Regions from separate parts of the Rattus norvegicus genome. Here region 1 is linked to region 2. A link is a contact called in public Hi-C data. All regions are on one chromosome and are shown on one strand. The core of a region is the stretch at or near the end of the contact, and the rest is flanking DNA. Distances in the headings are between cores, read along the strand shown.

Region 1 (4,540 bases), core at 1,460-3,959, 76 kb before region 2:
GCTTGCCTTTCTGCATGTATCTTTGTGCACACTTACGTTTTTTAAACCTACAAGCAAAACTGTTACACTCTTGCAAATAATAATTTTATCTTTAAGTGTTAATGCTATTAAAGTGATTAAAGGAGGCGAACCGTCAGCAGGTTCTTGTACTGTGCTGTAGAGTTCTACACTGTAACTCCAGAGGGAAGGTCTAGCACATGACCGGCTGGAGACCGTTTATTCACTGGACAAGATGGGTTTGAAGGGTTTTTTTTTTTTAATTCCCAAAATTCTAAAGCAGTTTAAACGCTTTACAGCACATAAACTTACAGGGAAGCGAATTTGCCTGCGAGCCAAGATGTGTTTTCAGGATGGTGTTATTTCTTGGTGGCTAATCTTCCTGCCTTGGCCTACCAGCAATGACTGAGAGAACACATCATGGGAGACACGCGTCATCAGTTTCTCTCTTCAACACTGTCCTTGCAGAAAGGTCTCCTTTGCTCCTTCCAACTGGAGCATCACTGATGACGTAGACGGCACTGAAGGTGCCCAGTTTCTGAAACCCCTTGACATCTAACGGGCATGGAGAATGCATTCCTTTCAAAGCCTGTGGATCCCACCTCTCCACCACTGTGGGAATCAGAGCACCCAGCCCAGTGTGTCTCATCCAACATTTAGCAAGCTTCTGTTTTTGGTGCCCATGCTGTGACTCTACCCCTTGGAGGAACCTGTACCCAGGGACCATTAATTCTCTCATTCCAAAAGGAGCTGCACCAACCAACCTTCTGCCACCTTTTTCTTCTCTTTTCCTCCAGGGAAGTCTCAAGCAAAAAGGGTAAAGTAGTTTCACATCCCCCCCCCCCCCCAGAAAAAGAAAACAAAACAAAACAAAAACAAAAACAAAAACAGCTGGCTTTTACAAACAGTTTTGTCTTGAGACAAAAACAGTTTTGGGAAATGCAGCTTCCTTCCAAAGGGACAAGGAGGGTTAATACATTATTTCTCTTCTCAGTAAAAACTACTGTGCGATCATCTTAATTAACGCACCTAACAGTAAAAAGGCAAGTTTGCTATCCGCCTTCTTTTCCTTATACTTCTAGAATGGAACGCAAAAAATGGTTGTCAAGAAGAAGAAGAAAAAAAAAAAAAAAAAGATACCCTCATCAGAAGTAACAACCCAAACCTGCTAGCTGAAAACACTGACCTCCAGTGCGGATATCCCCCTCATAAATCCCGAACGGAACACATTTCTGGTCCTCCAAAGGCGACTCCGGCGCCACTACAGTCTAGCGTCCACAGCCCCATCTGACATTTCCCTTGCACACAGCCACCACACAGTGATTTTCCTTCTGCCTATGTGAGCGCGTCAAAATTCACCTCCAAACCCTAACGTCCCAGATGGCTCCCACAGCAGCAGAGGTGCCGGGATCACGGAACTTCGTCATCCGGGCGCACGACACCCATGTGGGCTCTGAGCTCTCGGGAGGGACACGGACCACCAAAAAAAAAAACAAAAAAAAAAAAACAAAAAAACAAAAAACCAACCTCCCTCACCCAGGTCACGGCGTCCCGTCCGTGGGAGTACAGTGTCTCCTTTGCAGGACACAGGGTGCTCTCCACAGGGCGCAGCCTTCCCTCTGTGAGATACAGGGTTAGGGTCTCCCTCCTTGGAGTTCAGAGTACTCTCTGCAGGGCACGGGGTTCCCTCCCTGTGCCCTTCCTCTGGGCGCCGTCTCCCCTCTGCGGAGCACATGGTCCCTTCTGCAGGGCACAAAGTCCCCATCCCCTGGTGCGGCTTCCCCTCCTCGGAGCACAGGGTTCCCACTCCCCACTCCCCACCCGGGCTTAATCTCCCTTCTGCTAGGCACTGGTCCCTTCTGCAGGACACAGAGCTCAACCTTCCCTCTGCCAAGCACATGGTCCCTTCTGCAGGGTACAGGGTCCCAATCCCCGGACACAGCTTCAGAGTGACACAGGGTGTCTCCTTTCAGGGTGCAGACTCCCTTCTGCTGGGCACAGGTCCCCTCTCTAGGATACAAGGTCCCATCCCCGGGTGCAGCTTTCCCTCTGCAGGGCACAGGGTCCCCCCTCTCGGTGCGCAGTGTCCCCTCTGCTGGGCAAAGGTCCCTTCCCGGGATACAGAGTCCCCTCCCCAGAGCACAGGTTCCCTCCGCCTGGCACACCATTCCCCACCCCGGGCGCAGTCTCCTCTCTGATGGGCACAGGTCTCCTCCCTGGAGTACAGGGTCCTCTCCGCGAGCACAACCTCCTGTCGGAGAGGCGCACGGTCGGCTCGCCGCGGCGCAGCGCATCCCACGCGGACGCGGCGCCTCCAGGAGCGGACGAGCCGTCCTGGGCGCAGCCTCCTCCCGCAGCGCAGCGCATCCAAGTGGACCGCGGCCCGCCCTCCGCGCGCCGCCCGGGATGCGCCAGCGACCCCGCAGCCCGCCGCGGGCCCGAGCCGGGCTCGATAGGGTCTGGGGTCGGTGGTCAGGTCCGCGGCCGCCGGCGCTGCGCGGCCTCAGCCACCTGCCCCGCGCTTACATAAACGCGGCCGCCCGCGTTCCCGCCGCCTTACCTCAGCTCACACTGCGCCCGCGGGATGCCGGCGTCTGGCTCCCGGCGCTGCGGCGGCCTCGGCTGGCCCCGCGGCCCCGGCTAGGAGCCCCTCGCCGCCGCCTCAGCCTCAGCCACCTCAGCCTCAGCCGCTGTCTCAGCCTCTGCCTCTAGCCTCAGCGCCGGCGGCTCCGCCCCCTCGGCTCGCCCCGCCCCAGCCGCCGCAGCCGCGCGCGCGCGCGCATGCAGGGGTGGAGCCAGCGCCCGACGCCGACGTGCGCGCGCCAGTCCGCCCGCTCCTCCTGCCCCCGAGCCGCTTTCCAGACTCGCCCGCGGCGGCGGGAACCGCGAGGGTTAGCGGTTAGAACCAAAACAGGTCGTGCGTCGCTAGGGAGACTCGAAGCGGAAGGGAGCCGCCTCCGACACGTACTGAGAAGATCGACGGAGGCGGGGTTCTCGAACTCCGCACTGAGGAGGCCTGAGCGGGCGGGAGCCTGGGATGGGAGCTAAGGGGACAGGTGGGACCAAGGACCCCAGAGATCCTTGTGGGAGCTGGGAACAGGGCAGGGAAAAATCGGAGAGGTGCCACTGATGAGCGACTGGGACCGCGGCTTGAAGACCCACTGCACCTCGTACGTGGTACCCTGGCATCCGGCAAGAATCATTCCTGGGCCTTCCTCCGGTTTTGAGAGCTGGCCCTGGTCACACCCATCTCCTTAGACCTTGAAAATAAGTAGGGAGAGGAGCAGGGACGTGATTTTGTGAAGCAGAGTGTCTACTGTTGGTCACTAGAAATGGCGGTCTGTGTTTAACCTGGATCCCGGGGTCAAGTTCCGGCTCTGCCACCTCTCAGGCGTACCGGACTTGTCTTGTACTTGCTCTGCATGTTTCTCCATTTGTTTAAAAAGAAAAGGGGTTGGGGATTTAGCTCAGTGGTAGAGCGCTTGCCTAGCAATCGCAAGGCCCTGGGTTCGGTCCCCAGCTCCGAAAAAAAAGAAAAAAAGAGAAAAAAAAGGGCCTGGTAAAAGACGCAGGTACAAGTACCGCGTTGAGCACCCAGGATGTGGTCAGCAACTTGTGTGGCCTCTCAGCAGATGGTCTTACCCTGGGTTGCTAGGGGTCTGGAGAGGTCCAGGAAGCATAAACTGACCATAGGAGTAGTGTTGTAGAGGGGTCTGCGTCTGCTTCCATCACAAAAACCTGTCCCCTGGACCAGCCAGCCTCCCAGTGAGTTCTTCAGCCTGCCTAAAAGGTGGGCCTCAGGCAGCGTCTATGGGTGTACTTGTTGGCAAGGAAGTAGAAAAGATCACTCTTGGAATGCCTACCAGGATGCCAAGCTTCAGATACAAATCTGTGCACAAGGACAAGCGTGTTCTTTTCTGGGTATCAAACTACCCCAGAACTTAAAGTCATGGTTGCTAAGGCTGATAGCAGCTTATAACTGTCTTCAGCGGGGTTTGGTTCCTCTCGGCTCCATGGGTGACCTCACTCCTGTAGGTCGTGTGTTACCCACTGTTAGTAAGCCTGCTCACGTTGCTTCTCATAATGGCTGTGGTTTGACCACAAGAGAGCGAGTTCCATCACACAGGGCCTTTCCAGCCCCTGTGCACATCACCTGTGTTCCTGTGACTCATTGACTAAGTTGAAAGATGCTGCCCTGCGCAAATAAATATGAGAGACAGAGATGTGGACACAGGAAGTATGTTCATCGGAGACCATCGCTTTCATAGGCCTTTGGTTCACTGAAGATCATTACGGCAAAAACAGAACTCTGCGTGTCTCATCCGGGACTAACTAGAATGACCTTTTTCATCTGCTGTGTACACTGCCAAAAGAAACTAGCTTGAAGTGAGGACAACAGGACGCATCGGCAGAGGCTAGAAAAATGACACTTTGACAGCCTCTCGGGTATCTAGCAGTGCCATGTGCATGGGTGGGTCCATCGATTAGGAAGACATCTTCGTCCTCATAGTCTGGAAGTGGAACAGGTCAGGATGCCAGACAA
Region 2 (4,723 bases), core at 465-2,964:
CCCTGAAGGGTGGCCCTACGCTCCCCAGCAGGGTGAAAAGATGCTCATCATGGACAGACCAGAGTTGCTTGAAGCCACATCACGGAAATCTTAACACGTACAATCCGAGGAAGACGGAAACCTCCTAAGCTGTGCCGGGCGCACTGGACAGCGCTGGACACGGGTGGGTTTGGGCACACACGACTTCTCTTAATGAGAACCTGCTTTCCCCAGCAGTGTCTCAGCAGACGGCTGAAATGGCCTCTGGTGAAGGAACTTGAGTCTGTGTCCAGACCAGTTTGCTTTTTATTATTATTTTATTTATCTGTTTGTGTGTGTGTTTGGTTTTTTTTTTTTGTTTTTTTTTTGCGAGACAGGGTTTCTCTGTGTAGCCCTGGCTGTCCTGGAACTTGCTCTGTAGACCAGGCTGGTCTTGAACTCAAGAGATCTGCCTGCCTCTGCTTCATGCAGTTTAGGCCTATTCGGTCTTACCCACTTTCATTCACCAAGTGCCCTAGGTGTCCATACCAATCCCGGGAGCCTCACCTGTTCTGCCCTGTCCCCACTCACAGGGGCTGGGGAGCTATGGGCCCCTGTAAAAGGCTAGGGAGCACCTTTGGGGGTAAGCAGTACCATAAGCACATCCCAGATGCAAAGTGGGACATGTGTCAGTGTGAGCTGTGAGTCCCGTGGGTACTGCCCTCACCCGGAGAACCCACTAGTGTCTGACACAGGTCAATCTTGCCATCCAGCCAAGAGACTACTGGGCCAGGGCTGTCCTGCCTCCTGCTTCTCTGACTGTAGCAGGACAAGTAAGTGAGTAGCCTGGGCCGAGAGCTCCGAGCCCTGAGCTGTGGCTTGGTGGAAAGCAATGGTGTGAGAAGCACAGTGGCCGGCAGAGTGCCCTGCTGTGACCAGGACCCCAGTCGGAGCTGGGAAGGAGTGCTAAGGCCTCAGGGACTTTCGGAATCGAGCTCCTTGCCAGGCCTCTAGTTTCACACTTGTGTAGCCCTTGTGATCCCTACAAGAGCAACCACCCCAACTCTGGCCCCTAGCTGGGGACCCTGGGCTTGTTCTGCAGAGAACCAGGACAGCCATCCCAGGGTCAGCTGAGCCTTGGAAATGCAGGAGTGGCTGGCTCTAAGTGGAAGTGAAGCCACAGATGGGCTCCAGCGTAGTCCATAAGTCGTTTTATTTGTCCTCAGCGGTAGCTCCTCCTTCCCCTGCCCGAGGTTTCAAGACCGGCTAGGTGGCCGTGCAGTTACAGGGCAGGATTCCAGAGCTGTGGCCTCCACCCACACTGAGTCTTCTGGATCTCACAGCACCCACTGTCCTGGGTCAGAGCTGTTTGCCACCTTCCAGCTGCATCTGGTGTGCCAGCTGCTGCCCGATAGCCAGCAGGGGACTGGCTCTGTAGGCTGGGCTGGCCAGCAGCTTCTGAAACCGGGTCCTCTCTTCCTCACTGAAAGAAAAGAAGGCAGAGGTCAGCACGGGGAAAACAAGAACCCCCAGGACCCCCACGACAGGCCTGGACACCTAAGACTGGAGCAGACAGCAGAGGCCCAGAGTGACCACAAGGAACAGTACCAGGGTGTCAGGACCATCGGCAGGAGGCAGGGGCACACAGGCCGCTGAGCACACCAACCCCTGGTGAGGTCACCCTACCAGTAGATCTAAGAGGGATTTGCTAGCGGCTGCTGCCAAGGCAGAAGCTGACGAGCAGGGAGCAATGGCAGTTGCTTTATGTAAGAGGTGCCTTCCTCCCGAATGAGCCCAAAATAGACGTGCACTGGAGAGCTCTGAGCACTGGGGCAGCTGCGGACACAGGCAGCTCGGGGGCCTCTCATATATGCTGTCAGGTCCTCTCATCCCCTCCTCTAACCCAGCACGGCCGCCTTCAGTAGAGCCTGGACACAGATGCCGGGTGAGTCAGCAGAGAAGGCAAACGTCTCGTAGGCTCGTATGCTTGAGTTTTTGGTCCTCAGTCAGTGCAACTATTTGGGGAGAATTAGGAGGTTATCACTGGCAGAGGGTGTGAGGTTTCACAGACCCACACCTGGCTCATTCTCTTTATCTACCTGCTGCCTGACTCAGTCGGAGAGAGTTCAAGGCTAAACTGGGTAAGAACTACGGATCAGACTTGGTAAGAACCTATCTCAAAACAAGGAAAACAAGAGCCAGGTGGTGCTCACACCTTTAATTCCAGCACTCGGGAGGCAGAGGCAGGAGGATCTCTGAGTTGGAGGCCAGCCTGGTCTACAGAGTGGGTTCTAGGACAGCCAGGGCTACACAGAGAAACCCTGTCTCAATAAACACAAACAAAAATAAAAACAAAAACCTAAAACCAAACAAACACAGGAGATAGGATATATCTCAGCAATGTACGGGAGTCTGGGGACAAAAAGAGTTGAGGCTGTAAAGTTCTATATGGATTCCCAAAACCAAAAGTAATCATTAAAAAGACCTTTCTGGGGTTGGGGATTTAGCTCAGCGGTAGAGCGCTTGCCTAGCAAGCGCAAGGCCCTGGGTTCGATCCCCAGCTCTGAAAAAAAGAAAAGAAAAGACAAAAAAAAAAAAAAAAAAAAAAGACCTTTCTGAAGCTATACATCGAGAGGGTATGAAGAGCCTCAGGAAAAATTGACACACAACACTCAATACTAACAGAGGCTGTGTGCAGACAAAATAACCAGCCTGAGTGGGTGAGATCCAGGCTGCCTCGGGTTCCCCGAAGACAGCACAGCACCAAGTCGACAGAGGCTGAAGAGCAGAGGCAAGACTCATGTCCAAGCTCACACCTAAGAGTGTGAGGCAGCAACAGGGCAATACGGCCGATGGACGAGGTGCGGGACTGTGTGTGTATAACCCACGGCACTCACACATCCCGGCCACCACCCCAGGGGCTGGGGAAAGGAAGTTCCTACACTAGATGCCATCCCCTCTCCCCGGAGGAACTTCAGATAGACACCCAAGGCCCAACTAAGGACCGCAGAGTTTTTGATCCCCAGAAATGTCTCCCACCTGTAATCAGAAGGAGAGCCAGGAGAGAGGGGAGGGGAGAGGAGGGGCTGGGTGCTGGGTGTGGGTGGAGATGATCAGGAGGAAGGCCCTGTGGGCTGGGGCTGTACTCACAGAAGCTGCTGTCTCTGGGCTGTGCTCATCCGGCTAAGCTCCACTGGCCTGGGCTTGCTGGTCCCCCTGCTGTGGATACAGAGTCCAAGTCAGTCCAACACACTTCACCAGAAAATTTATCTCGGTGGCCACTAGTGTGAGTTCAGGAGTCCACAGTGTGCATTGGCTGTGGAGACTGGATCTACACGAGCTGTGTCACCTGGCTACCATATCTAGAGTCAACAACCACCGTATCCAGGGTCTTGTCTCACTCCATAAGGTTCCCATGTGATACAGAAAGGTCTATCACCCCAGGAAAACACGTCACTTCTGTACCCCGAGTCTGCCACCTTAACAGCCTGCCCTGGACCCTCAACTCCACTGCCAGGGCAGAACCTACCTCTAAAACCACACAGCAGTTCCTGACAAGACATGGGCGTCTGACCTCTGTCCTCTCACTTCTGATGAGAGAAGAGGGAGCTATGCTACCAGGGGGGTGTGGCACCTGCCACTCCAGTGTGACCTTAGGAGCACCGAGGGGCCTTCTAGGGCGAGAGGGCGGTGCCTGCTGACCAGCAGACTGGGGTGTGGTTTGAGAGTCTGGTGCTCGGTGCCGGGCACGCCAGGAGCATTTCCCCAACATCCCCGGGAGCCTGGTCCAACACTGAAGAGGGAGAGACAACTCCACCCAGCAGCAAGGGGCCTGGGCCGGGAAGAGGAACCCAGAGCTCCCCACCGGACAAGATGATTTCAGACGCCACGCTGAAGGAGAAGCCCAGGACGGGAAGCAGCCCGACCACTGTGGCCTGGGTCAACACCTAACATAGACTCCTGACCTAGTCACGCTCCTTTTCATCATGAATGAACAACATTTTTGGGTCTTCAGTGATTTCTCACACCCTGGACTCTGGGCCCCCAGGGAAGGCCTGTCAGGTTGACACAATCCTTTCCCTGCTCGGCCCTTTCTGTCAGGACAATAACCTCATGTCTGTTTGCTCAGCCCTTCCAGAGGCTCCAGAAGCACCTGCGCGGTAGCTAGTGCCTCAGGCGAGCGCCCGCAGAGGACCACGGCCTCAGGCGAGCGACTGCTAGTGAGCTCTCAGCCCCACTGGCTGTATGATGGGGAAAGTCTCCCTAAGTGCAGTCCAGATCTGCCCTGAGGATGGTGGCAGCAGCCCAGGTCTTATAGGACTCTGCATGGGCACAGAGAGATCTTGAACTCAGACACTGGAAGCAAGAGCACAGCCTAACCCTGTGAAGTTCTTCCACTGGCAGACGGCGGACTTCCTAGAGCACAGCCCCATGTGGTGTTTCATAACTGAAAAATGTAAAAACGGTTAGGTTTCCAAACATACGACAGCCAGAAATAAGTTCAGAATCAAGCGCAAAATCATCCAGGATGCCTTTGGCAGAGACCGCCTGAGCTGCATCTTGCACCTTCGTTGCAGCCTCCGTCCTGAATGGGCACAGCATGCAGTACCACCCAGGACTGCCTGAGCCCCTCGGCTCAGAGGCGCGGCAGTTACATGGAGGAATGGCTGTGTTCTCCTTGCACGAGGCTCCTGGCTCTAAGAGAAGCACAACGGTGTCACTGGGGAAACAAACGCTTGGGCTGTGTTCTTAATGTTCTTCATGC

The links. Hi-C and Micro-C count contacts between places; a contact is called where the count stands out from the background.
Region 1: a Hi-C map of frontal cortex shows a contact between it and region 2, with 2.2 times the contacts expected there. The contact joins the promoter of Adarb1 here to the enhancer-like site in region 2. A contact is called at or near these places in 4 of 12 Hi-C or Micro-C datasets (frontal cortex, liver, prefrontal cortex and 1 more).

What each region holds. Positions count from the first base shown.
Region 1 is chr20:11,220,340-11,224,879 of GRCr8, reverse strand. It overlaps Adarb1 (adenosine deaminase, RNA-specific, B1), which reads right to left and starts at 2,709. Exons shown (of 11, transcript NM_001111055.1): 1 at 2,558-2,709.
Region 2 is chr20:11,142,667-11,147,389 of GRCr8, reverse strand. It overlaps Slx9 (SLX9 ribosome biogenesis factor), which reads right to left. Exons shown (of 6, transcript NM_001008307.2): 5 at 3,109-3,177; 6 at 278-1,441. The coding sequence ends at 1,318. Among named protein-coding and RNA genes, the nearest start is that of Slx9, 31 kb to the right of the region's middle. Within about 2 kb of position 1,714, at least 33 of the 93 cell types and tissues checked have an H3K27ac peak or open chromatin away from gene starts, as enhancers often do.